2 separate regions of the Mus musculus genome follow, and region 1 is linked to region 2. Evidence: chromatin contacts called from public HiChIP or PLAC-seq data. All regions are on one chromosome and are shown on one strand. Each heading gives the region's core, a stretch centred on a gene start, on an enhancer-like site or on the middle of the called end of the contact. The rest is flanking DNA. Distances are from core to core; before and after follow the strand shown. Region 1 has its middle 38 kb from the start of Sh3glb1. Region 2 overlaps Hs2st1 (heparan sulfate 2-O-sulfotransferase 1).

Region 1 (5,284 bases), core at 2,047-4,546, 180 kb after region 2:
ACAGGGCAACTGAACAGACAAGGCACGCAGGCACTAACACCCGCGCCGCCTGCTGTCTGAGGTCCAGGGTGCTTCTCCAAGAAGCCAGCTCCCTTTCCCCTTGTTCCTTACCTTACCTTGTATTTGTTCCCTCTGGGACCTGCCACAGTTAAGCGGGACCGCTCCTAGCTGAACCTTCAGTATAGGAACTGGAAACTCTCCTCTCTACTATGCCTAGCCCAGCTTAGCAGCTCGGGCAGGGTCTCTTGAGAGAAGATTTCTTAAAACACAGAGCACATTCATAAACTCCAAATGCTGGTGAGGCGCCCAGGTGCATGCACCAAAATCTTCTGAATCTATATATAATGTGCCTAAAAATTGATAGTGCAGCCAATCAAGAACCGCAAGGCATTCTGGGAGCCCCTTCGATTTCTCTGAACCCATTCCCACTCCTCACATCTATGCAGTGACGATATAGCAGGGAATTCTTATTCAGCTTGGGGCTTGGACAGTTTCATCCCTGTACATCTCATTCTGATTCCTGTCACCCCCACTTCTATTTATCTCCCTCTTCACCCTGTCTCCCGCCCTCTACAAATCCCTTTCTCACATTCACGTCTTTTTGAGTCATTTTGTGACACTGTGGGTTTAACCAGGGCAATCTGTGTGAACATGGGTTTAGAGCTCTCTATTAAGAGTCTGGCGAGTTTGGATAGATGGTATTTTAGGAACACTTAACCAACTCTTGACAGCACGCCACACATGCCGCCATATTTAAACTGGCAGCTATAGGCAGCCAGTACACTATGAGGCTCAAGCAGCTGAGGCAAAGGGCTAGAGACACAGCTCCATTGGTAAAGTGCTTGCCTTGCAAGACCCGCAGCCAGTACACTATGAGGCTCAAGCAGCTGAGGCAAAGGGCTAGAGACACAGCTCCATTGGTAAAGTGCTTGCCTTGCAAGACCCGAGCCCAATTCCCTAAAACTCCATGGGGGGGTAAAAAAAACCAACAAAACACACAGACAAAACCAAAACCAGGTGTGGTGTTAATGTACATTTGTAACCCCAAAGCTGGGGAAGCAGAAGCAAGTCCTATGGCTAAGTTACCAGCAAGCCTAGCTACTTGTAAGTCCCTGTATCAAATAAGTGGGCAGTTCCTACCGAATGACACACCCAACATTGTCCTCTTGTCCCGGTGAGCACTTGCATACATATGCACACACAGGAAAAATAAAATAAAAAGGAGGCATACAGAAGTCAATTGACTTTTTATAGTCCCACAGATGAGAAGAGTCAGAAGCAGAAACAGAGCTCAAGCATTCTGTATCCCAAGCCAGTCTGACGAACAACCTCTCTGGGACTGGGGGAGCTTTACTTACTAGGAGAGTTGGGAAGAAGACCTGAGACTGGGCGGGGGCTCTGCTGTGTAGTCAACTCTCAGAGCACATAGGTGGGAATCCCTCAAACACAGATGTATTGAGGGGTTAAAGTTAGGGTGGGCGTAGTTTTGGTAGTTAAAGGAACAGTAGGAGTGGTCATGAAGGGAGGTCTACAGCCATGGCAGTATATCTGATAACCTATGGGAAAACGAGAGGTGCTAGCATCCAGAGGAGAGGGAGGGATGGGAGGAACGGCTCAGGACACTGCAAGCATCAGGAGACTCAGGAGAGCTGAGCAGAGAGGCTCTTTATTAGCTTCAGGCTCTCATCTAAGCCAGTACAACAGTCTCCAGCCTACAGCACGGTACAAGGATGTGGTGAGATAACATGTGTGGAGCACTCCAGCAGTGGCTGGCACCTGGTTCATGCCATGGGACACAACTACTTTCTTTTAAATGACATACTCCTATCCTACTAAACAGGGCGGTGGAGTGCTCTACCGAATACTGAATGAACAAACAGAGCTCTCCCAACAAACACAATCCCAGTAAAATCACATAGACTTGGAGAGGCAGAGAGAACACTTTTCTATTCAGGTTGACTGTTGGAATGGACCCCTTTTCTGTCTTTTGGGAATACTGCTTGCTCATCAAGTTACTCATTAGTGACTGGTATAGAGAACTGAGGAAAATGCCAGGAAAAGGGTATAACACTTCAGTTTATGGCTGGAAGTAGTTTGTGTTTTTCCAGGGAAGCAGTTTGAAAGGAGAGACAGAAAGAAAGCCTTATTTCCGCAGGCTTAGTTAAACAGAACGTTCTTCAAGTATGAAAGGACATTCCAGCACTAAGCATACCCTTAGCCCTTCATTGGCTTGTGGACTAATGATATGAACTCTGAAGCCCAGCTACACGATAATTGGTTCTTCATGCCTTGACAGCTACGCCGAGTCACAGCATCCTAACGAGGAAAGACCAGACACTTGACCTTGAAGTGCTGCTGGGCACTGGATGATTAGACCCGATACCATTGAGATATCTTACTTAAGGAGATCATATGGGTGACAACACATTTAGTGGTCCTGAAGTGAGAGCCAGATGTCTGACAAAGTTTCACATTAGCTATCCCCAAGTTTAATAGGCCCAGAGTGAGAAGGGGGTGTGGTGGGCCAGTGGTTGGCTTCGTGGAGGACGGTAGATGAATAGACCAACAGGGGAAGGGGATACTCATAGAGAAGAGAACTGACTTGGTTAAAATGTCTGTAAGATAGCAGTTATGTCTGAGTACATTCATATGTTGGCTTGTAATAGTCCTGTGGTTTATGGTATTTAGTCGAATATAGGGGATAGTCTAGAATATTGAATTTATAGTCATGTTTACATGCTAGGGGAAGATATCCATGACCTTCTGATTCTAGGGGCTGTATTTTAAAGAACCTCTGACTTAAACCGACATTGATTGCTCTTTCAGATGTGGCAGTTAATGAGGCCAGCAGGTCCCCTGTTGGCTCAGTGGGCTGTAGGTATTTTTAGTTTAGTTCATAGTTAGGGGCAACACATTTTCTGCTTCATAAACAGTTTCTAGGCCATCAGTATAGAAAATAAAGAGATATTGGCCATGTTTTATGGGCATATAGAAAAAATGTTTTGAAACCCTGACTAAGGCTGGGGCTCTCAAGCCACCAAGGTGGCTCAGTGGGAAAAGATGCCTGGTAGCAACCTGACAACCCGAGTGCCATCCCCAGGAGCCACCTGGTAGGACAGAATTGACTCCTACAAGTTGTCCTCTTACATCCACATGCATGTGTCATGGCATACATATTTCTTCATGTGTGCACACATGCAATTAAGTGTAAAGAGAGAGACTGGGCTGCTGAGCTGGAAACAAGACCTGGCTCTGCTGCCTTCTCTCAGAATGGCTCACGACTCTCTTATCTGCAAAGCAGGGGCAGACATGCCTTTCTGTTGGGCTCAAGGAAGATAGTGTTCATTAACTGTAGGCCAAATGTTAGGAGTACCGTGTGTTATCAGTATTTTCGAAGGGAATCCTGAAGGCCCTGAATCCACAGGATGCCGTGCCACTGTTCATAAAGGCTCATTAGAACCACTACCAAGTCAGCATGGTGTGTGTCCAGTTCCTCTGAGGGGAGGGCTGGGTCCGGGTCCGTCCTGGTTGAGAGGGATTCCCAAATGTCTCCTGGTTACTTATCAGCCCAAACATTCTGACCGAGCAGCTTTGTAATTTAACATATAAGCAAACTCACCCCACCCAACAGCCACCACTAGAATTGTGCATACTGTTCCGGTGAGTAAGTGTGGTTTAGTTTATTATTAAAACTTGAAAAACTTGGGCTTTTCTCAAGTCTGTTGGGATACAAGAGCGTGAAAGACGTTCGTGATCTGATTTCTAACATTTTCCTTTTATCAGCGAGGAATCCTAGGGCCTATGAGCTTACGTGAATAATTTGCCGTATGAACCACATATTTAAGTTCTGCGGGACTTGCTGTCTAGTGCTCTCTAAAAGAATGGGTTATGAGAAAGTGTTCTAAACTCACCATTATTTTAGAATCCTGCATGTAACTCGTTTATATCCAAACACCCTGTGTTGAAGGTAAATTCATTTAGTTTTCCAGGGTTCCATTATGAAATGAACTTTGTTAGGAAGGTTCATGGGGTACAGTTAGTCCTGTTATGCACGTATAATGAGATTTCTTTAGAACATACCATGCCATTATGTGTGCTTTGAGCAATTCCAAGCTAACCTGATCATGTTTCCGAGCTATGATTTAGCATTTTGAAGCTCAAACTCTCCCACTTGGTTTTTCCCCGTGTAGAAGCAGATCTGGACTGTTTTCTGAGCAAAGTCTCACCCCTCTTCTAATAGTTCTCTTTTTAGGAAGTGAGATGATTTTTATAGACAGATCTCTGTGGTGTTTTGAATAGGACTGGCCCTTGCAGGCTCATATATTTGAACACTTGCTCATGAGGGAGTGGTACTAAGTAACAGGAATTAGGAGGCATGGCCTTGTTGGAGTAGGTGTGGCCTTGTTGGAGGAAGTTTGTTACTGGGGCTGGGCTTTGGGGATTCAGATGCTCAAGCCAGGCCCAGTGTTTCTTTTCCTACTGCCTGCCAATCTCGATGTAGAATTCTCAGCTACCTCTCCAGCACCATGTCTACCTGTGTGCTGCCATGCTTAGCCAGAACAAAAATGGACTAAACTTCTGAATGTAAGCTAGCTCCAATGAAATGTTTTCCTTCACAAGAGCTGCCTTGGTCATGGTGCATCTTCACAGCAATAGAACACTAAGATCATCTCAATTACTTTTTTTTCTAAATATTGCCATTATATCTATGGTGAAAGTATTGGGATGTGTGCTTCATATGCTCATCAGAAATCTTAACCTCAAACTTTTGGCTGTCAAATTGGCAGTTATGAAAGGGACATAAGAAATTTCCCTGTGAATGGTCCATTTCAGTACTTTAGAAATGCTAATGGTGTTACTTAGAAATGAGTAACTATTTATGATGTGCAGGTTGTGTGAATTCTTTTAATTTGCACAACGGTGGCCCACCAGGTTCTACACACATCATCTTCCCTGAGGGTTTGTAAAGCCCATGCTGCTGTACTCCACCTCTGGATTTCCTGATTCTGCGGGGATCAGAGAGTTTGGATTTCTAAGACATTCTCCAGTGGTGCACTGCTGGCCAGGGAGCTGTTTCAGAACTACCGCATGCTTCACACCAGGGAGGCCGGGCCGTCAGTCTGCATATTACTTGTGAAAACAAACAAACAAACAGGAATTAAGGTCATATAATTTGCCTCAGACATAGGTGGTAATAATGATAGGTTTAAAAAAATTTCTTGACTCTATAGTCTATATAGTATTCCAAAGTCTATAGTCTTACTTTCTGTGCGGAGAGGTTTTA
Region 2 (5,721 bases), core at 260-2,759:
AGGTGATGGGAGGAAGACCGGTGGAAATGATGTACAGGCAGCACACGCAGAACAATCTCGAGAAGCACGGGCAGCTCCTCCTCTCAGGCTCTTTCAGGGCTCTGTGTAAGCACTGGCTATCTTTCAGTGTTTGCTTTTAAAACACTAAAGTATTATTTTCTTCTGTACGTTTCACTCATTTCTAGGGGGAAAAGCTGACGTAATTCCTCTTCACATTTCAAGGATCCACCATGGTGTCTCCTCATGGCCTTGGTGCTCACCTTTGCAGACCCTCCCTGTGCACAGAATCTGAAAGAGCTCCCAGCCAGGCTGCACCACCTCTGCTCCCCCACTGCATCGCCACTGTGGGAGCCTGACCTGGGTCCTCGGTTACTATCCTGGATACGCTGTAAGCCCCGATGAAGCAGGAGGCATGTCTGTATTTGTGCCTGTCATCTTCCTCTAGGATGTATCCAGCATGGTGATTGACTTATTTAATTATTCCAATAGATGTTTAAAAATACACAAAACCTGTAAGATTATAAATCTGATATTGCCATAAGTACTTGTCTCCCCAAAACCTTTCATCTAATTTTCTCTCCTTAAACCTGTAGTTTCTAGCAGCTCAATCCCAAGGGGCTAAATCTAATTCCTGTCCTTGAGTCTTCACGCTGTCTACATAATAGAAAAATTAAAATGTTAGTCTTTCTGCGCTTCATCCAGGAAAGCCATAGGGCGGCTGGAGATGAGGCCCCTAAGTTGAACCACTTCATAACTTCAGCCTCCCTAGTGCTGGGGAGCGAGGGGGCAGGATGCCTCCACCTCACCACTGTACCCTCTCACATGCCCCTGAGGACCAATGCACACCCCCTGGGCCATCCACAGACTCAGACCAAACCATCTGGTTCTCCATCCTACTGCTTCCTCCTTTGGTTCCTAAGGGGCCTCCTAGGTCCAGACTCCAGTATGGTAAATGGATGTTCCCTTGAACTGTTTATTTGTTGAAGCTATGAGAAATTCTCCATGAGAGTACAAGCCTAGCAATAGGGTTGTTACTTCCCAGTCTGTCCTCTACTGTGGCCTGTATATCCCAGAGAGGGAATTGAGTGTCAAGAGACCTGACTGACATTAGGAGAGTTAGCCTGGCGTCAAAGGACTCATGGGAGTGACTGCTTTTCTTGGGGGTCTCTCACTACCTCCAACTGAGCCCTGACTTCAGGAAAAACAGAGTCAAAAGCAGGCTGCCCATCACCGCATAGCACAACACACACATCACCATCTCTCAGATATGCAGCCGAGTCTGACACCAAGCTTCCTCTAGAGTTGGATTCAACAGCAAGACAGGGAGTGGCCAGGGTGAGGGGCACGCTCCCCTTGAGAGCTGCGCAGCTTTGTGCAGCCTTGTGTTCATTATCTAAGTGAAGGAATTTATTGTCCACCTCGAATTCCTCTCTCTCCCTCTGAGCCTCTCTCTCCCCAGAAGGCTGGGAATCCCAGCTGGGCACCTGACATGAGGGATCTTTAGGCAAACATGACTCAGCATTAGCTCAGTTAGGGATAAACAAGTTCCCTGTCTGGACTGGCCAGCTGTTGCTGGTGCTTTCCTTTGCTGGGCTCCTGAGTGTTAAAAATAAGCTGCAGTGAAATCTCAAACCAATGGGGCAGTGCCATTCATTCACTGATGCTTAGAATCCACCAAGTGACATACCAGCCACTATGTTAGGTTGGAGAGAGGAAAGAAAAAGACACTGTGACAATTCTCTTTCAGTCCAAGGGCCTAGGGTTCACGAACAGTGATGCAGACTGCCCTGGTGTCCCTACTTAAAGACCTTGGAGTTTAACAACAGCTGTCACAGCCACCCTGGATCTCTGTCAGTAAGCGCAGAGGCTGTGCCTCAGATTCTAGGTGGACACTGTGCCATGTTTACCTGGGACCTTTGGGGGTAGCTGGCTTCCAGTCAGCATCTTTGAGAACTAAGTAATATCGGTTTGAGATCAATGCTGAGAAGGTATAGTCTGCAGTCTGCTGCCAAATGGCATCTCTGGGTTCTCAAAGTTACTCTTCTTGCTCAGTGTTTGTTTACCTTCTTTGTAGTACCCACACCCCACTAGTGGGTAACGTGAAGAAAACCAGCTTTTCCTTTTATTTTCAGTAAAGCAGCTTCTTTCCCTGGCAGGTGTACATCAAGGAGCTGGGAGACTCCCAGGCTGACCAAATAAATGCCCAGCTCCCACCGAGACCCAATTCTGGCGTTAGGTTACAGGAAGCCACTGTAAAAGCTGGTGCCACACAGCCATAGTCTTACTACCCTATGCCCCAAACAAGAAACCTGCTGGCTATTACGAATGAACCTTAAGAGGAGATCTACCAGAGACTTAAGAATGTATTCTCTGTTAAATATGCAGCATTATTCAAACTGCTCCAGGCTGGGCTGTTAACTCGGTGACAGAGTGTAAAAAACAGAATCGTTACAAGAATGTAGTTTGTTTTGGTCCCAGGTGTGGGACATGGGCTGCTTCAGATTGTCCACAGCAGCTGACTATGATTTGCCTTGTGTTCTGGCAGGGACATGATTTTGCCACTCGCAGACAGTTTCTGCAAATGTATGACCCATGGGATTCTAGGGACTCTTGAAAGGGTAGAGAAAGAAATGCTGGCACCCAAGATGGGGCAGCCCTGCTGCACCTGCTGTCACTGGTAGCTGGCTAGAGAGAGCCTGATGAAGACCAAAACTGCCCGAAGGAACTGACACCCCTACTCAGCAGGAAGTCATCTTAACAATATTGACGCCCACTTTCCCCTCCAGCCTTTTTTCTCTCCTCCCTAGTTTTGTGGGACTGGAAGGGATAAAGTGGTAAAAATACGAACAGACAAAGCAGCCAAAAGTCCAGCTATCCCTGGGTTATCTTTAGCACTACAGTAAACAAATAGATAAAAACTAAATAGAAACTGTTTTGCACTGTTTGGTCAATTACAAGGGGGCCAGAAAAGACAACAAAGGTGTGTCCTGCCCTGCTCAATGTGCTGGCTTTGGTTCTTAATGTCTGTGGTGGTTTTGAATGAAAAGGAGCCTAGAGCCCAGCTGGAGAACTGTTCAGGAAGGATTAGGAGGCTTGTGGTGCACGGCTCTCAGCTAGTGAGCTGAGGAGGACGACTGTATATCTGCAGAGTGTGTGTGTGTGTGTGTGTATGTGTGTCTGCCTGCCTGCCTGCCGTCTGTAGATTAGGATGTCAATTAAGCTCTCAGCTACTGCTCCAGCACCCTGACTGGCTTCTTCCAACCTCTGAAGCTGTAACCGAGCCCCCATTTACGAGTTCTCTTTTATAAGAGTTGCCTTGGTTATGCAGTCTATTCACTGCAGTAGAGCAGTGACCACTCAGAGTCAAACCTCACCCTTAGCTCCTCTTCCACCCACCGTGGCAAAGCTGGACTCTGGGTAGTCCCCAGAGAGCAGTGTTTAACTCTGGCTAGTGACACCTGGGGGTGGCCTTTCTTCCCTCAATAAATGGCTACAAAACTGGTCAGTGGTCAACTACAGGACTGATGCCTTCTGTCCCTGCTACAGAGCCCTCCCCTCCATGGTGTCTGACTGACCTGGGAGCCCCTTCCTATGGGTACTCCAAGTACCATCCCGAGGATGTAGCTCTTGCATATCCCAGAACACACTGCATATATACAGTGCTCCACTGCAGTTCACTAGCCGAGAGCCATGCACCACATACACATGCTAACGGAAGAACATTAAAACCCCAAATAGAGGGGAAAAAAAACATTATCTGTGAAACATTATCATTCATTTCAACAATCATCCGTTTACCAAACTGCATCATGAGCAAATGCAATCATATTGAATAGATTATATGATTGTAAAATGATTCAATTAAGTTTTCCCTCTTGGTATAATTTGGCAAATGTGAATTTATGTAAATGTGTAATGATGCTTCACAGATACAAATTCTCTCACAGAAATGGAAGGGACTTTAAAAACATCTTTTTTAGAACACCACATTTATTCAGTGTTAAGTGTCAATATAGTATTTTTTTTTAGTACTGTTAGATACAGTGACATTAGACTGGAGAGATGGCTAACCAGTTAAAAGTCCTTGTTGCTCTCCCAGAGTACCTCATTTTTCTCAGCACCTACATGGTGGCTCATAAACATCCTTTATTCCAGTTCCACAGAATCCAACGCCCTCTTCTGAACTCTGTTGGTACCAGGTACACACATGTATATACGGACAAGTAGGCAAAACTCCCATACAAGTAAAATATCTCTAAAAAAATTAAAATTCTTTTAAAGACCCAGTGGCATTATCTACATAGAATCTAAATGGGTGATATAAAGTAAGCATTTATTTTAGTGATAAAACTATCTAGTATCTGTATGTTGTATCTGTATCCAAGAGGGTAGATTCTAATCAAAATTAAAATTACCTAAAACTAAAGATAATAAAAACATGATAATGTATGTCCTGGCAGACAAATGAGTAAGAGTTCCCTAAAAAGCACTACTGTATTTCTTCAGAGGAAATACTGTCGACTACCAGCACTGGACAAGAAGGTCATGGAGAGGAAGTCATCTACCTGGGTTGTAGGTCTCTAAGGATGTCTACATTCTAGTCTGCTTTGTATTGCTGGGGTAAAACATCTCAACCAAATCAACTGGCAGAGGACAGGGTTTACTTTAGCTGACAGCTGCTACCCACCCTGAGGGAGTCAGGGCAGGCACTGATTCAGAGACCATGGAGGAGCATGGCTCACTGGCTTGCTCGTGACTTGCTTGGCCTCCTTATACCATCCCTGTTCAGAGGTGGCACCACCTATAGTGGACTCACCCCTCCTACATCATCACTATTACCATCCAACGCTTGTTTGGAGGTAGCACCGCCCACAGTGGACCGGACCCTCCCACATCATCACTATCAGGACGCTGTCCCATGAACTCGCCTACAGAACAATCTTCTGGAGGTGTTTTCCCAACCAAAGTCTCCTCTTCCCAGACCACTGTGGCTTGTGCCAACTTGACAAAAAACAAGCAAACAAACTATCCAGCATAAGACATGTTGGAGCATGGAGTCTCAGCAATCAGGAAATGGAGAACGGCAGATCTCTTCAAGTTCTGGGCCACTCTGACCTACAATGTGAGACACTCTCTCAAAGAACCAAACCTTTACGCAACTACCACCAAATACAAAGAAGCTAACCAGTGCAGCCTGCATATGATAGCAGGGCCTCTTATCAAAGAGGTTAAAAGACTTTTGAAATGAAAGCCAGCTGAAACCATGACAACTGGTATGTAGAACACGTAACCTGAAGGAATCCGAGAAACAGCACATAGGCTCCCTGACTCTCTCTGTAACAGGGTCCATAAGAGCACCTCACAGATATTCTACCCATGTGTACATTTTACATTAAATGTTAGTTACAGGCACTTTTTTTTTGGTCATTTCTGTAAGTGATTAAAGCTGTCAAAGCTTGGCAAAGGTGGGCAAGCTGCCTGCCTGAGAGCTGTCGAACCCAGTCACCACTGTTTAAGGCCAGGCACAGGGGAAGTGCAAGCGCACACATGCGTGTGTGTCATTAGACTTGGCTTTGGCCACACTGTATGTGACACTGCCGCTGTCACTCTTTCAGAGCCACTCAAGGTGGTGGCAATCACAATCCCGCTCCTTCTGCATGTGCTCAAGGAGTTGTCAATCAAGCAGTCACTTCTTTGGTGACCCCATGAGCTGTCTGCCAG

The links. HiChIP or PLAC-seq counts read pairs in DNA pulled down with a chosen protein or histone mark.
Region 1: a contact with region 2 is called in a FOXA1 HiChIP or PLAC-seq map of pancreatic cancer cells. The contact joins two enhancer-like sites. A contact is called at or near these places in 1 of 115 datasets of contacts at active chromatin or transcription factors (pancreatic cancer cells) and 2 of 9 other capture datasets (adipose tissue and liver).

What each region holds. Positions count from the first base shown.
Region 1 is chr3:144,680,010-144,685,293 of GRCm38.p6, forward strand. It overlaps a transcript of Sh3glb1 not described here. Among named protein-coding and RNA genes, the nearest start is that of Sh3glb1, 38 kb to the right of the region's middle. Within about 2 kb of position 3,297, at least 23 of the 459 cell types and tissues checked have an H3K27ac peak or open chromatin away from gene starts, as enhancers often do. A contact at or near this core is called in pancreatic cancer cells, where this site is marked.
Region 2 is chr3:144,504,927-144,510,647 of GRCm38.p6, forward strand. All of the region lies in intron 1 of Hs2st1 (heparan sulfate 2-O-sulfotransferase 1), which reads right to left. It overlaps Gm43707, which reads right to left. Exons shown (of 1, transcript XM_017319867.2): 1 at 1-5,721. Among named protein-coding and RNA genes, the nearest start is that of Gm43707, 4.4 kb to the right of the region's middle. Within about 2 kb of position 1,510, at least 142 of the 459 cell types and tissues checked have an H3K27ac peak or open chromatin away from gene starts, as enhancers often do. A contact at or near this core is called in pancreatic cancer cells, where this site is marked.